Regions from separate parts of the Mus musculus genome. Here regions 2, 3, 4 and 5 are each linked to region 1. Evidence: chromatin contacts called from public Hi-C and Micro-C data. All regions are on one chromosome and are shown on one strand. Each heading gives the region's core, a stretch centred on a gene start, on an enhancer-like site or on the middle of the called end of the contact. The rest is flanking DNA. Distances are from core to core; before and after follow the strand shown.

Region 1 (2,905 bases), core at 163-2,662:
CATCTGTAAAAACTAAGGCACAGCCTTCTTCAGACAAGGTAACCATGCTAAGTAAGCGGCCAAGGTTCAAAGAACTGATAAGTGATTGCCTATATGGTGAGTTAACATACTTAAGTACTCTCACACACAAATAACGTAATATTCCACAGACAAAGATGTAAATAAGGTTGATGTCTGAGAAAGTTTGTGGTCCTAAGAAGCAAATTCCAAATTAGCTTTAAGACTGAGAAAAGAAACGGTAACTATGAAGTCCAGGAGTGACCATAGAACTGATAAGATTAAAAGTATTCTCAATGAGGAAAGAAGAGGCAGTCCGAGTGGTCCCCAGCTAGCAAAGCCCTATGACAGGTACAGTCACATAGAGAATGGGATGCTCTTGTCCCTTTAATTGATGTCCTAGTCCTGGAAGCCGCCTCCACCCAAGTTCAGCAAAAGCACACGGCTGAGTTTTCCTTGTGGTTGCTTTGGTTTGGCATGTCAGTTAATTTTGTTTGGTGGAAAAAAAAAACACGAAGTGGCTGGTTCTGACGTCGAAATCTGTGCGGTTCAAAACAATGATCGCATGGTAGGGAGCAGGCGGCTGTGAGTCAGAGAGATTATGGAAATGCAGCAAGATGTTGTGAAGGAACACGGAACTGGGGACACTTGAGGGCACCTATCCCAATCTCAGCAGCCTGTGCTCCTCAACATTTGAGTCACACAAGGCAAACATCAAAAAAAAAATGTAAATAAATTATTTCAAAAAGCTCTTTGAAGTAGTAATTAGCATCATTTGAAAAAAATCTGCTCAATTTTACCTTTTGATTTTCAAGTAGCCTTTTAGCTTTGTGCATGTAACTAGTGCCTCCCCAATACCTTTATTATACATAGAAAATTCTTTCTATGTTATGTTGTCCTCATTTTCATCGTGATGGGGTTTCTGCAACAGCATTTGGTAGAAGCCGTGAAGGAACACTTCTGTCCTAAGTCGGAAGTGTTGGTGTCTGTCCTTAAGTCCCGTGAAAATGGAAACAAATACTAATGAAGAGTTCACAGTTGAAGATGAAGAGAATAAACGGAGCCTGGCACCTGAGAAGAGAGCAAAGTTCTGCCATCACAGTATGTGGTGCTGACGTCGCATCTCCTGAGCTCCACGGATATGAGAATTCTACTCATCCCATTTTTTCTTCTCTATGTTCCCAAGAATCTGGAGACGTGGCTGGCAAAGCACACAGGTATTGTCTAGAACTCTGTGGATGAAGTTGCACCATTCATAGCGATGAAGATTCCATCAAAAGGCAGAGCAGATTCTCCAAGTCACAGAATCCCAGGGCCAAACTAAGGATTCAACTGAATTTGACTGCACAGTTCCCTGATCTTCAGAAGGCACTGATCTTTCTTCCTCCTTAGAGAGCTGGGCTTCCTGTTTCCTTGGTCCCGACTTGCTGCCTGCAGTGATAGAATCCTCAGCCCGTTGCAACACTTAAAGCAGTGGTTTCCCACAGTGAGGAGAGGTATGATTGCACTTGGAGTTAGATAAATGTGTAGGACGTGGATGTCTGCTCATTTAACTTGTGCCTATTGCATGACTAATCCCTCTTGGGAGCACCACTTTGGTGGTCAATTCAGACCTCTATAGATGCCTTTTACCTTAGGTTGTATGTTCTTTGACATGCATGAAAGAGCTAAAATTTCCTGAGAAATTGTGATACCCTAGAAACCTTTAACAACTGACAGTCAGGTAAAGTTCAGGCACTTACCTGCACTGAGCCAGGACACCTGTGTGCTTCTGTCTCCATCCCATTTCACCAGGCCTTACACTCAGGAGCAGTTGGCCAACACAAGATGGACTCCATGGGTTTCTTTTACTGATACGGTTGGAGGTAGAGGTGGTTTAGTAGGTTGCTTTTTCTGCTTCTTTTGGGTTTTTTTTTTTAGTTTGTTTTGTTTGTTTATTTGTTTGTTCAGGGACTGTGTGTGTGTGTGTGTGTGTGTGTGTGTGTGTGTGTGTGTATCTTTTAATGAATTAAAAACAGACTCTTCTCCCCAAAGGATACATTCCAACTACAGTTCCCCTCCCTCTACTCCTCTCAGCTCTGCCTCCTACCTCCCCTTGCCCCCAGATCTACTCCTCGTCCATTTCCCTTCAGAAAGAACCAAGCCATCAAGAGAGACCAATCAAACACAACAATTGTTAGTTCATGTAAAGAGAAAGAGAGAGAACATGATGTTGGGGTGGACAGGGAAGAGAGAGCCTATGAGAAGGATTGGGGAAGGGAAAAGAATATAATTAAAATGTGTTGTATAAAATATTTTAGTTAACATGATTCTTAAAAAATAGATTGATATGAATTTACCCTCTGCCAGACCTTGCCTGCACCCTTTCTTTGCTTGGCTTTCCCCCCACTTTCTTGTCCTTCTCCATTTCCCTTCACTGGTTTACTGCAAATGATTTCATAGTTAAAGGTCTGATTCTGTGCAGTTTAACTCAAATAATATTTCCTTTGTTATTTATTCCCTACCCTACCCTACCTACCCAGACCTGGTCATATAAAGAACTAGATACAAGCACCCCAAACACAAAGGGCTAATCAATACATCTTAGGCTTTTATTCAAAGGAGGCTTTTTTCTACATCCAAAAACAACATAGATTTTGAGTTTGCTGTTATTGAAATAATTGGAGACCAGGGAGATCTGCCATTCTCTTCAAGAAAGGTCAAAGTTACCTTTGGGGATCATGCAGAACCGAAGCCATCTTGAAAAGCATCATAAGAAGTTCCCCCTCTATCTGGCCAACATAAAACCAGACCCATATTCCCATCCTCACTAACATTAGACCCTCTGTTTCCTTATGCCCTTTGTAGAAGAAATGTATAAAGATGACGTTTATCTGAAAATTTTTCCTTTAAAAAAAAAACACTTTTC
Region 2 (2,905 bases), core at 165-2,664, 240 kb after region 1:
AAGAATCCAAATTTAACAAAACTATCCCCGAAAAGATTTGGCTGGTGTTTTGGGGGGGATTTTGTTCTTCTTTTTTCTTTTCTTTTTTAAAAATATTTTTAAATGTATTTATGTATGAGTACACACCAGAAGAGGGCATCAGATCCCATTACAGATGGTTGTGAGCCACCTGGGAATTGAACTCAGGACCTCTGAAAGAGCATCCAGTGCTCCTAACCACTGAGCCTTCTCTCCAGCCCCCTGGTTGGCACTTTTTAAACTTTGTAAACATAAAAACAAAATCGTACCTTTTGTTATTGATGTAAAGATTTCAGTAATGAGGCGTGACATTTAGATGAACTTACTGCCCTCACCTTTCAACTGGATGTATATGTGAGAGCCCTCAAGCCACTTCTCTTTGCTTTCTTTTCTATCATTGACTTAAAAGATCTGGTATCTATTCAGGATAACAAACCTTCTGTCATATTTATTATAATTTTTCCAGTTCTGACATTTCTATTTTACTGTTGCTGGTAACATTTTTGAAGACATAGAAATTCCCCCTTTTTAGTACCAGATATGTTTTTCTTATCCTTTAGGGTTTTTTTTTCCCCTACTGCTCTTAGAATGTCTGCCAGCATCTGAAAATCAGTTAAATATTTATCATACATTATTCTGGGGTTTTAATACAATTTTAACTTTTTACCATACTGTGTTAAGTAAAACTTCTACATATCATAACTGCCTAAGGCAAGAAGTGCTTGTGTGTTTAAAAATTAACTATTTAATGTATTTATAATTTAATTTGGGAGTTGATAGAAGGTAGAATTTTAATTTTATTTCATTTCAATATCCATTGGAAAAAGAACTTATTCCCTTCTAAATAGTTAAGTTTTGTTTCATCTTCCTTTACTCCCATGGGTGCTTTACCATAAAATTCAAACATCTTCCATGACATAGCACAGTATATTAATCATTGCATGATGTCATCTTGCCTTAACTATTACACATATAAAATACACTGTAACAATAGTCTTCAGTTTGGAGGGGCAACAGTGCTTGTTCTGACTAATAAAATTCAGAATCACTTTGAAAAATGTAAGTTCCAGACTGTTGAATGTGTAAATTAATACACACACACACACACACACACACGTAAAATCAATTTTTTATAATAAAAAGTTCCAGATCTCTAAAATTTTGAGAAGCTTTCAGAATGAGCACTTCACAGATTATACACCTGCCTTACAGTATGCCAGTCTGTCCATCTTGAGGTTTTGTTTTCCTGGTGGCACCACAGAAATGACCAGCACCTAGTAGGCATTGAATTTATTTTTTTTTTCATTGCTGAAGCAAAATCTCTCACAAAGACAACTTAAGGAAAGAAGGGTTTATGTGGTTGGGATGATGCAATCCATCACGGCAGGAAATGTGGAAGTGGGAGCCTGAGGCAGCCGCTCCCACTATGTCCCCACTCAGGAAGCAGACAGAAGCCAATGCTGGTACTGGACTGGCTCCATTCTAATTTTGCTTTTATTCAGTCTGTGAGGCCCCAGCCCATGGGATGGTGACATCTGCTTCCTGGGTGAGTTGCCCCTCCTCAGTTAAACCTCTGTGGAAAACACACTCATAGGAAAGCCTAGTGGTGTCTCACCTGGATGATTCTAAATCCACTCAACTGGACGTCAGAACCAACCACCACAAGCATATGGACAGTGATCCGCTTTTCCTTTCTTGCCATAGGCACCCTTCCTCCACGATTCCCTAGGTAGACTCCTCTGGGCCAATTATTCTTTTCTTATTGATGTTCTGGATTTGTGTACAGAACAGTGGGCTTTTATTGTGGCATTTTCTGTATCATCACACCCTGTCTTTGCTCACTCCTCTTCCAGTCCCCCTGCGCCATGCTCCCCTCAGCAAGTTCTTCACCCTCATCTTAACAGACCTACCTTCTACCTCTTTATAAAATAAATTCGACCACCTTTTCTTTCCCTCCCGCATTTAAGATTCGCCCTTCCCCTCTCATGATCTACACACACACTTACAAATGCAGATATATATAATTTTAAGCACGCCTTTAATCCCAGCACTCGGGAAGCAGAGACAGGCAGATTTCTGAGTTCGAGGCCACCCTGGTCTACAAAGTGAGTTCCAGGACAGCCAGGGCTATACAGAGAAACCCTGTCTCAAAAAAAAAAAAAAAAAAAAAAAAAGAATCATTTCTGTATCTGAAAGGAAAACATACATTTGTTTTTCTATCTCTGCCCTTCTCACTTCACCATCATTTTCAATTCTACCCACTACCGTGTAAATCCTGTATTTCTGCTATATACCTGACTAAATAAAATTCCACTGTATATACACATCACATATTTGATATTCGTTCATCTGTGGACCTCTGGGATGGCTCTACATCTACTTGAATGGCGCAGTAAGAGCTAAGGATGAGCAAGTATCTCTGTTTTATTGACTAAAAGTCCTCTGGGTGCACAGCCAGGGGTGAAACAGCTGGGTCATAGTGGTTCTATTTTTGGTTTTGTAAGAAGCCCCATGCTAACTTGCATAGGGGCTATACCAATGACATTCTCATCTGCATAAAAGTCCCTCTCTACCCACATCCTTGCTTGCATTAGTTGTCATTATTTTTCTTGAAGATTGCCATTCTGAAGTGTGATACTGAGTCACAACGCAGTTCTTATTTGAATTTTTTCATGGCTAAAGATGTTGAGCATTTTTAAATATTTGTTGGTCATTTGAATTCCTTCCTTTGAGAGCTACCTGCTCAGTTCACTAACCCACTGACTGGTTGGATCACTTTAAGTTTTTGGTGTTTAATTTCTGAAGTTCTTTCTAATTCTAGATATTAATAGCCTAATAATGTGTAGTTGGCAATTATACCCTTCCCACTCTATAAACCATCTCTTCA
Region 3 (2,905 bases), core at 137-2,636, 200 kb after region 1:
TGTTTCCAAAGCTGGTGGCACTGTCTGGGGAGGATTCGGAGCCTCTATATGATGTGGCCCAGGAGGTAAAAGTAGTATACAAGGGGTCAGCCACTTTGACGGTTACAGCCTGGCCCCTGGTCTTAGCATCTTGGCTACTTCTTCCAGACTGTGAACCACGACTACTACTTTCCCTGATCACTCTGACTGGGTCATGCCTTCTGTACTGGTCCATCTTCACTATCAGTGTGGTGGGGTTTGGAAGCACCATGGAACATTCCAGATGTGTCTGAGAGGTTTTCTAGATTAGGAAAAGGAAAGAGAAAAGACCCGCCTTACATACGAGCCCTGCCACTCTAGGAGGCAGGGTCCCTCCCTGCTCCATGACTGCAGATGTTATTGGGCTAGGGACGTCAATCTCCTATACCACGACTTTTCCTCCACGATGAAGGACACCCTGGAACTATCAGCAGAACAAACCCTTCCCTCCTCAAGCTGCTTTTATCATTGTGTTGCAGCAAGGACATTAGTTAATAACGCGCTCCTCTGCCCTGATGGCCCCATTGGAAAACACAAGCCCCTAATAAATCATTCCTCCCATAATTTGTTCCTGTTCCACATTTTGCAAGGAAAGGATGAGACAGGAAACCAAGATCCAAGAAGAACTTTTAAACTCTTCAGAGCTCATTCTGTCGTCTGCTCCCTGGTGGAGCTAAGACTCGAACCTGCAGCCCTCCTCCCCAGCTGCAGCATCCTGCCTCATGCGCACTGAGTATGCGGGTGGCTGCTTCAAGGCAAGATTCAAGCTAAGCCCAGTGGTGCAGGTGTCAATCACAGCTATGCAGGAGGCTGAGCAAAGACTTGGCAAGCCCACTTATACTACACAGTGAGCTGAGGCTAGCCCGAGTCACTTATGAAGACCTTGCCTGAGAATAAAAAGGGGAAAGAGAAGAGACTGCAGCCCAGTGGCAGAGAACTTGCCTAGCACTCCCTGCTACAGAAAGACAAAATTGAGCCACAACCTTTAATAAGCCCTAGAAGGAGTAATACCTATGGAGTTCTTTCCATGCTCTGTGCCTGACACTCACCTCTCCACATAGGTTTTCTTGGCCTCTCCCATCCTTTATCCCCCACTTTCCTGATGGATATAAAGACTCAAGGGTCTTTATCAAGTAACTTATCCAGCATTTGGAGAATGCAGCTTATGGTCAAACCCATGCAGATAACTCCGGGGTCTCAGCTCTTGCTTCCAATCCTTCACCTGTTCCCCACCCACTAAGACCATGCATACTTCTTGCTACTGCGGTCCACTGGTCACGCACTTGTTCAAAAGGTCAGAGCTCAGAAGTCCAAGGAGCCTTGCCCAGGGAGACAGTCTGAGTCTTTGACCTGGTGTCAACATCAGAACTGAAAATTGCTTCATGCCTGGCCCAAGAGGAACAGGAAAGTCTGACTTCTCCCCTCACCATGGGAAAGCAGTCTTTTTCTTTTTTAAAAAAAGCAAGAACAGAACATGAACGTGGCATGTCAAGGCCCTTTCTGTCACCGTCTTTCCCGGTCGACTGGGTCTTCGGACGAAAAGAGATGGTTATCTCGAAAGAGGAAGACTCCCTCACTCTTGGTTTCTAACCAAGGATCTGTGAGACTTCCTTAAAGGACGCACCAAGTGGACAAGTGTGGGGCCAGGCATGACCCAGGAAGCCTGGGCCCCTACTCTCTAAGACAACCTTGCAAGGACCATCAAGAGAGGCTCTGCCAAGAAAGAGGCATGCTGCAGACACCACAGGAACACCCAGTAGGGGAGGAACACATAGCTCAGGTCTAGAGGCCTCTTCTTGTCTGGCTTGTCTCACAGTGGCCTGGGGCAATGCTTGTACCTGTAAGAACGCGGTGAGAACCCCCCTCCCCCCTGCCCTACCATCCCCAGCACTTGATTCATAGTCTGTGCTATCCACTTTGTCTCTGTTTTCCTGAATTAAGTGAGATGTCCTCTATTTAGGAGTGTGTGTGAATAGGGAAATTTATTTCTGGGTCCTCTGGAGTTACAGAAGATTCACTATGGAAAGCTGTGGCTACAGTACTCAGGGGTGTGGTCTTAACAGATCATACAGTCCCCACCTGATTACTGAGTTCCAGGTCCAAGTTTCCTCGGTAAAGACCTGTGGGCACTTTGCTACAAGGCTCCCCTTTCTCATATTCTTCATATCATTCTGTCCTCTTCTTTAGGGTCCATCCTGGGATCTCCAAGAATGCCTGCTCCTTACTCTTACCAAGAAGGCTTCCAAGTTCTTGGATCCCCTCCAGAACCCTGCAGAAGGCTCTTCCATTTAGGAGGGCAAGGGAACTGTCTGTAGGAAGCTCATCGAATTCCACTCAAAGTTAATCTCTTTAAAGGGAGTCTCTTGTGGTCCCTCCTAGATAGCCACAATATAAAAACAGACGAAGCCAGCCTTGGTGGCTTAGCAAGAACTTGTGTCAAAATAAACTAGAATAGTAAACTAAGAACTGTTTGTTTGTTTGTTTGTTTGTTCACTTTACATCCCAGGGCAGGGGGTGGGGGGCAGCTCGGGGATACAGCACTTGCCTGGCAAGAATGGGCTCCAAGGTTCAAACCTCAGCACTACACATAAAAAGCAAATAATAATCCCTAAAGTTAAAATGTTGCTAGAGTACACTTTACATGAAAGTCTTTTCAATGTTTCCCTTTTACTGGGGACACTGGATGCCTCTTTATGTTGTATGTTCAGTGGCATTTTTCTTCAAATATATATTTAAAAACCAAACCATTCCGAACTGAGCACTTCCCCTTCTTCCCTGCATCTCTCAAGCTTACCCCATAGGAGCCTTACAAAACTCCTTATCAGAAAATGATGTATGTGTGTCATAGTCAGAATGGCTGTGGCTAAGCCTGCTGACAGCCAGTCCA
Region 4 (2,905 bases), core at 127-2,626, 170 kb after region 1:
TAAACTTCCTTCAGAAACTAAACTTATGCTAAAGTTACCAAAACACGGCTGAATCACATAGGACATCCAAATTGGTTCAGGTTACACACTCATTAGCATTTACACCGAGTTCATGAAGTTGGCGTAATTGGCCTTCCCTGTAGGATTGGTTCTTTATCTCGGTGTGAATGGGACAGCCAGTTATCCCTTGTGTTAAGTTTGCACAGTGGGATATTTGGACTGCCCGTGTTCCCCATCATCGGTCTGTGTGATCCTCGGAGATCAGAGATAGCTGCTCTTCACCACATCAGTCTGTGATCCTGAGAGATCAGAGATAGCTGCTCTTCACCAAGCCCCAGCATTTCAAAACAGAAGTAACCACTGGCTGCTGTTCAATAGATGACTGAACTTTGGCCTCACCCTGCTTACTTTAAGATTAAACTTTCCATTGAGCACATGTCAGTACTCACTCCTCAGGGCGACCGCTTTCAGTTTTGGCCCTCACCACTTCCAGCTGAAGATGGAAAACAGAAGTTTAAAGAGTAGAGGGAGAAGTGTCTGAACATTCAAAGCAACCAAGACGGGAAGTTGTCCGATTTGGTTCTAAAAATAAGTCTTTGCCCTTCTCCGCATTGTCCAGTGAAAATTTGCTTAACCTTCACCTTGCTGGGAAGAGAGATTGTGAGGGCTCCTTGGTTGGACTCACCCATTCAGGCTTCTCAAGGTTATGGTCCCTTTGCATCAGTTTTCTGAATTAGAGAGCTGGTCCATGACATGTAAGAAGCAGCTCAGAGAGCTGAAAAACATGAGTATACTCCTTCATCCCTCAGTTTTCAGAATAGACCCCAGACATCTCCCAAGCCCCCACTGATGCTATGTGAAAAGGGAAAGCTAAAACCCCGTCTCCAGGAGACCCAATATCATAGGCACTAGGAGCCTTTTAAGGAAGTACATGCCCGAGAAGACTGAATGAATGCCAACTTTGTACAACACTAAAAGAGACAATAAAGTCACCCCCAAAGGAAGGAGATAGAAATGGTCCTCTTTCACTTCCTTCTTGCATGCCTGTCTTTGCTTTAAGGTTGGCTGCCTCAGGGTCTCACCTCCTGCCTTAGGAGAAGAGAGGTGTGCCCTTGGGGAATAGAATATAGGAGGATCCTGGCAGCTGCTGCTTGGCCAATCTCTAGACAAGGCTTGAAGCAGAGTTCTTTGTGTTTGAGAACCACACAGCTACCAGGTCCTATGCCCAACTTCACCAGTTGGTTACCAGGCATTACCTCACCTCCAAGAGCCACAGCTTCTTGAAAAATATCTATTTCAGTGTCTTGCTCTGGGGACCTGATGAGTTCACACATGCATTTTGCTTGGTAATAGGGAGTTCTTCATAATTGTTGTGAGAGATGGCACCAGACTCTGCTGAACTTCCCCCTTTGAAGCTCTCTGTGCATCTGTACTTCCTGGTCTCCTTGTCTGTCTCTCCTCATGGCCTGTGAGTCGCATGAACAGGTCCCAGACCACATTCATCCCAGAAGCTAAGAATCATTGCAAACTCTCAGAAGATAACTCTCAACTTTCTCTGCACTCTAACGCCTCAGTTCCTGCTCTCTGAGATTTCTGCCCATGACCTTGTTAATCTTACCATCTTCAAATGATCCTTCTGCGTTGCCCAACCTTGTTGCTGGACCCATAGCCCACAGCTCCACTCCATGTCCCTGGGGTCTGGGAGAGGGAGAAGCCAGACTGAACTGTGTTCTGGCATCTTCAGGAAGTGAAGTGCTGGCCACCTTATCCCTTACTATTGTTTGTGGTGAGTTTGAAGACATCTGGAATTTGCATTTTCTTTTGATTTGGTTTTACCAAACGATTATGGGGTGAGCAGTGCATCAGCATCAATAGAGGTTGGCTTACTCCAAACTCACAACCTCATTAGGAGTGTGTGTGTGTGTGTGTGTGTGTGTGTGTGTGTGTGTGTGTGTGTGTGCCTGTGCATTTATATTTACACATATCATCAGAGGCAGGCAGGGAATGGAGGATTCAGAGCTCGGAGACCTCTGAGCCTTTACTATTTGGACCACACAGGAACTGAGTGATGGAGCAGAATGGACCTTCTGCGGAGCTTAGATATACTTGAAATTTGTGCTCTGACTTCCATACATGGGCTGTTGCAAGTCCCCCAATAAATGATGGTTATGATGACTATGATGATGATGACGATGATGATACTAACAAATAGTAAATGAATGTAATTAAGAAAAAACTCCTTGACTCAGCTTTCCACACACAGTCCACCTATCCTCCTGAGGCACATGAGAGCCATCTGCCAGGGACTTGCTGGAATGAAAACATGCTCCACTGTGGGTCTGATCATGTCTGAATCCCTAACTTTGACTTGGGCAAGGATTTGGAGACCCAAGAAGTTACTGCTTCAGTGAACACGGACTGTGAGGGCCGTGTGAGTCAGACAAACTTGTGCAGACAGTACCAACTGATACTCTCATGAATGGGTCAGTGTTTCTAATTCTTGCCTGAGATTTGGAACAGAGTGGGAACTCTTTTAACTAAAAATGCAACATGATCATTGGACTTTTCCAGGTACTGGGAACTCATAAGGGTGAGCAGGGAGTCACATGAGGGACAGGGAGAGAAAAGAGCGCTGGCCCTTCTCTACTGCCTCTCCAGTTGGCAAACTGGACCCTACTGGGATCTGATGAGTTTCCCACATCTCCTGTGAGTCTTTCCAAAGACAATCTGCCTCCTATTTATCTTCCAGAGCACATGAAGATCCAATCTCCATGCCATGGAGGACAGTTTAGTGCACAGTGACCCAATCTGAACCCAGCCCCTGAGCTTAGTGGGAGGTTATAAATTTGTCTACACTCTCTCTCTAGTATATAATGACAGAGTTTGGTGATTTATACAGAAAAGA
Region 5 (2,905 bases), core at 294-2,793, 150 kb after region 1:
AAGGATGGAACAAGAGTAAATGACAGCCAGCAGCCTACAGAGGTGTCTGTCAAAGGAACAAGAGTCACGGGTGCTTTATAGCCAGCCAACTAGGAGAGTGGGGGAGCAAAGATTTTATTTAAATTAGTTTCCAGGGGAAAAAATAAAAATTTCACATCCAAGAAAAGGTATTATTTGTAAACAAATTTTCAAGAGTTTTCCAAGTACTTCCCATATTTCAGTATAACATAAGGATCCTAATTAGCCTTTCAGGCTGACTCAGGTTATCTGAAAGGCACTAATCAGTGCCCCAGGGCCAGAGTGGTTAAACACTTGGATTGGATGGGATTCCTGTTTGCATTCATTGTCTGGTATTGATCATCATTTCCATTCTTCTAGTGGCTGCTAGCTTGACCAGTAAATTATCAGAGATTCTGATCAGAATGTTGGTTCAAGGGACCCCTGAGATGATGGTGAATAGTGACTGTGGATTTCTAAACTCATGGCCCTAGAGTCTTTGATATTTTTTACACTGCAACATATAATTGCTGCTCCTTCCCTGAATCTCAACAGCTTTATGACTTCTTTTACACGAAGCAGAAGTAGCTTTGTGCAAGTTTGAAAGTCCCGGGTCTTAAAATCAAGATGTATATCCTCTCTTTGAGATGCTTATTCTTGAACCTCAGCTACTATGTGTGAGGAAGGACAAATACAGAGTGGAGTATCCTATGGTAGGGAACCAAGTGCCACTGGCCATGCATACGGTGAACTCTCTTCGAGTGTTCTCAGCCCTGTGTGAATTCTACCAGCTGACAGTCATGGGACCTTGTATGTCCCTTTCAAGCCCTGCTCCAAGACTGGGGAGTAGAGCAAACAATGATGGTTGTTTTCTGATACCTGCCCAACATCTTCATGCAATGACAATCAAGAGCGATTGCCTCAGAAGGAGATACTGCCAGAGCCTTCTGCTTCCTCTGTTGGATCCAGTCTGGAGATCAGGCAGACAGTGATGCTTTCAGGAGCTCATATGCAAGATCAAAAGTTTTGTAGATATATGCTTTGTTTTTTAGTTTATCTATGACGCTGCAAGAAAATTACTTCTCCCTGAACCCCTGTTTAATTATCTGTAAAAGGGAGATAATTTTTTTCACCCATTTGTATACCTATTGTGAATATAAAGGGGACACTAGGAATCCTTACTTCTAGGGAGTTATATAATAAATATCTTGGGCTTTGAAGGTCATATCAGTTCAATCACTGCTGTTCAACTCTGCCATCTACAATAGCAAGAAAGTCAGCAAGGGCTCTCATAATCAAAGTGTGACATTTATATTTAAATAAAGTTTTATTTACAGGAAAGGTTTTAGACTGATAGGACCCTGATATAAAGATTCAGGAATATTCCTAGAGTAAATGTCAGTTCCCATCAATGCCAACTTGAAATTCTACGGCTTAAATGTAATTTTCAGAAAATATTGCCAGCGATTTCACCAACCCAGTGACGACAGGGCTCACTAAAAAGTGTTCCCCCCTGAGACAATCAGAAGTGAGCCTAGTTATAGGATGAGTCACTCTGAGAAGGTGACATGGTGGCCTCTCATGGAGCGCTTCATCATCTCTGTAATGCTCAATCGTGACTGAGTCTTTTTGCCTCTTGAATCACAGCAGCACATCTGTACAGCAAACGTGTACATCACAAGCCTTTCTAGGGAAATCTGTGCCTGGAATTCTGAGCTCAGAGCCAGCCTCATCTGTCCATCAGTTCTTTCAGAGGAGAGGCCGTCAAGCAAGGAGTCTGGAAGAGTTCAGCTCTAGGGCAAGAAAACAAAAAGGAGAAGTGAGCAAGAGAGTGAGGGTAAGGCTTGAGTGGGCACAAGAAGGGAAAGAATCTGGGGTGAAAGATGCCCCCCCAGTGCCAGCTCACTCAGGGCCTGCTCACTGCATCTTGCATTGCTCCTTCAGCTTGCATCTCATTTGACAACTACATGCCCGGTCATGGGCCAAAAGAGGAGCGTTTGTCCTCATGGGGGTCACCCACCCAGCAAGGGGAAGAGACATGAAGTAAGACAAGGCAGGAATAGTGCTGTGTTGCGAAAAAGGAAGTGGAGGGTGGGGAAGCTACTGCTGGGGTATTAGTCCAACTTGGGGGTCAGAGAAGGGTTCCCTGAGGAAATAACATTAGAACAGGGGTGAGTAGGGATTAGTCATCCTCCGGTCTTCCTCTCTGGACTTAGGTGAAAGGCTCTCATGAAGCCCATCATCACCCCCTCTCCTTGCTCTGAGCATTGTTGTACACTGCCTTTGGAATAGCCCTTTGATTATCTGAACCCTCTTTAGCATCCACGTGATGTATCGCATCTATAGGTCCATCCTATACCCCAGGCGAAGGCCTTAGCCTGGTGTGCTCGCCTCTGCCTCTCAGCGGTAGCTCCATTCCAGCCACCCTACATTCCTCCTCACTCTCACACGCTGACCCACTGCATGGGCTGTGCCAGCTACCTAGCACACATTTCCTTTACCTAGTTAACCCCTGCTCATCCTTCAGCTCTTAGGTCTCTTCCGTCCCCAGGATGGCCTTCTGTGACCTTCCCAGCTCATTAAAAGTCCCAATTTTTAAGCTTTCAAGCACCCCGAGCCCCTTCTTAATTTTATTTTTAATATAATATTTTTATTAATCTTTGAGAATTTCATAAGGACATTCAATGCAGTTTGGTCATATTTATTCTCACTCCTCTCCAAACTCCTCCCAGATCCATTCCTCCTTCCCCCCCACCCCCCCGCCTTCCCAAGTTCATGTCCTCTTGTTTTATTATATGTATTGTATATATTAGTATTCACCATGTCCAATTCTGTGCATATACTCACAGCTGTGGGACTATCCATTGCAGCGTTGACCCCTAACTCTTAGTAATTTTCTATAATCTAT

What was found. Hi-C and Micro-C count contacts between places; a contact is called where the count stands out from the background.
Region 2: a contact with region 1 is called in a Hi-C map of bone marrow-derived macrophages, with 25 read pairs. The contact joins two enhancer-like sites. A contact is called at or near these places in 2 of 484 Hi-C or Micro-C datasets (bone marrow-derived macrophages and nephron progenitors) and 2 of 9 other capture datasets (embryonic stem cells and pancreatic islet).
Region 3: a Micro-C map of macrophages shows a contact between it and region 1, with 3 times the contacts expected there. The contact joins two enhancer-like sites. A contact is called at or near these places in 8 of 484 Hi-C or Micro-C datasets (Sertoli cells, bone marrow-derived macrophages, embryonic stem cells and 4 more).
Region 4: a Hi-C map of bone marrow-derived macrophages shows a contact between it and region 1, with 37 read pairs. The contact joins two enhancer-like sites. A contact is called at or near these places in 1 of 15 datasets of contacts at CTCF or cohesin (the NIH/3T3 cell line), 9 of 484 Hi-C or Micro-C datasets (the BV-2 cell line, bone marrow-derived macrophages, embryonic fibroblasts and 5 more), 4 of 115 datasets of contacts at active chromatin or transcription factors (the NIH/3T3 cell line, cardiomyocytes, kidney and 1 more) and 1 of 9 other capture datasets (bone marrow-derived macrophages).
Region 5: a Micro-C map of macrophages shows a contact between it and region 1, with 5 times the contacts expected there. The contact joins two enhancer-like sites. A contact is called at or near these places in 1 of 15 datasets of contacts at CTCF or cohesin (the NIH/3T3 cell line), 8 of 484 Hi-C or Micro-C datasets (bone marrow-derived macrophages, cortical neurons, embryonic fibroblasts and 5 more) and 4 of 115 datasets of contacts at active chromatin or transcription factors (the NIH/3T3 cell line, bone marrow-derived dendritic cells, microglia and 1 more).

The regions. Positions count from the first base shown.
Region 1 is chr2:160,067,544-160,070,448 of GRCm38.p6, forward strand. No RefSeq gene overlaps it. Among named protein-coding and RNA genes, the nearest start is that of 9130015L21Rik, 52 kb to the left of the region's middle. Within about 2 kb of position 1,413, at least 41 of the 459 cell types and tissues checked have an H3K27ac peak or open chromatin away from gene starts, as enhancers often do. A contact at or near this core is called in the BV-2 cell line, bone marrow-derived macrophages, macrophages and 1 more, where this site is marked.
Region 2 is chr2:160,302,752-160,305,656 of GRCm38.p6, forward strand. It overlaps Gm46773. Among named protein-coding and RNA genes, the nearest start is that of Gm826, 23 kb to the right of the region's middle. Within about 2 kb of position 1,415, at least 6 of the 459 cell types and tissues checked have an H3K27ac peak or open chromatin away from gene starts, as enhancers often do. A contact at or near this core is called in bone marrow-derived macrophages, where this site is marked.
Region 3 is chr2:160,266,630-160,269,534 of GRCm38.p6, forward strand. It overlaps Gm46773. Among named protein-coding and RNA genes, the nearest start is that of Gm34805, 18 kb to the left of the region's middle. Within about 2 kb of position 1,387, at least 18 of the 459 cell types and tissues checked have an H3K27ac peak or open chromatin away from gene starts, as enhancers often do. A contact at or near this core is called in bone marrow-derived macrophages, macrophages and microglia, where this site is marked.
Region 4 is chr2:160,236,570-160,239,474 of GRCm38.p6, forward strand. All of the region lies in intron 1 of Gm34805 (a long non-coding RNA gene), which reads right to left. Among named protein-coding and RNA genes, the nearest start is that of Gm34805, 12 kb to the right of the region's middle. Within about 2 kb of position 1,377, at least 28 of the 459 cell types and tissues checked have an H3K27ac peak or open chromatin away from gene starts, as enhancers often do. A contact at or near this core is called in the BV-2 cell line, bone marrow-derived macrophages and microglia, where this site is marked.
Region 5 is chr2:160,212,663-160,215,567 of GRCm38.p6, forward strand. It overlaps Gm34805 (a long non-coding RNA gene), which reads right to left. Exons shown (of 3, transcript XR_375182.4): 3 at 1,296-1,790. Among named protein-coding and RNA genes, the nearest start is that of Gm34805, 36 kb to the right of the region's middle. Within about 2 kb of position 1,544, at least 21 of the 459 cell types and tissues checked have an H3K27ac peak or open chromatin away from gene starts, as enhancers often do. A contact at or near this core is called in bone marrow-derived macrophages, macrophages and microglia, where this site is marked.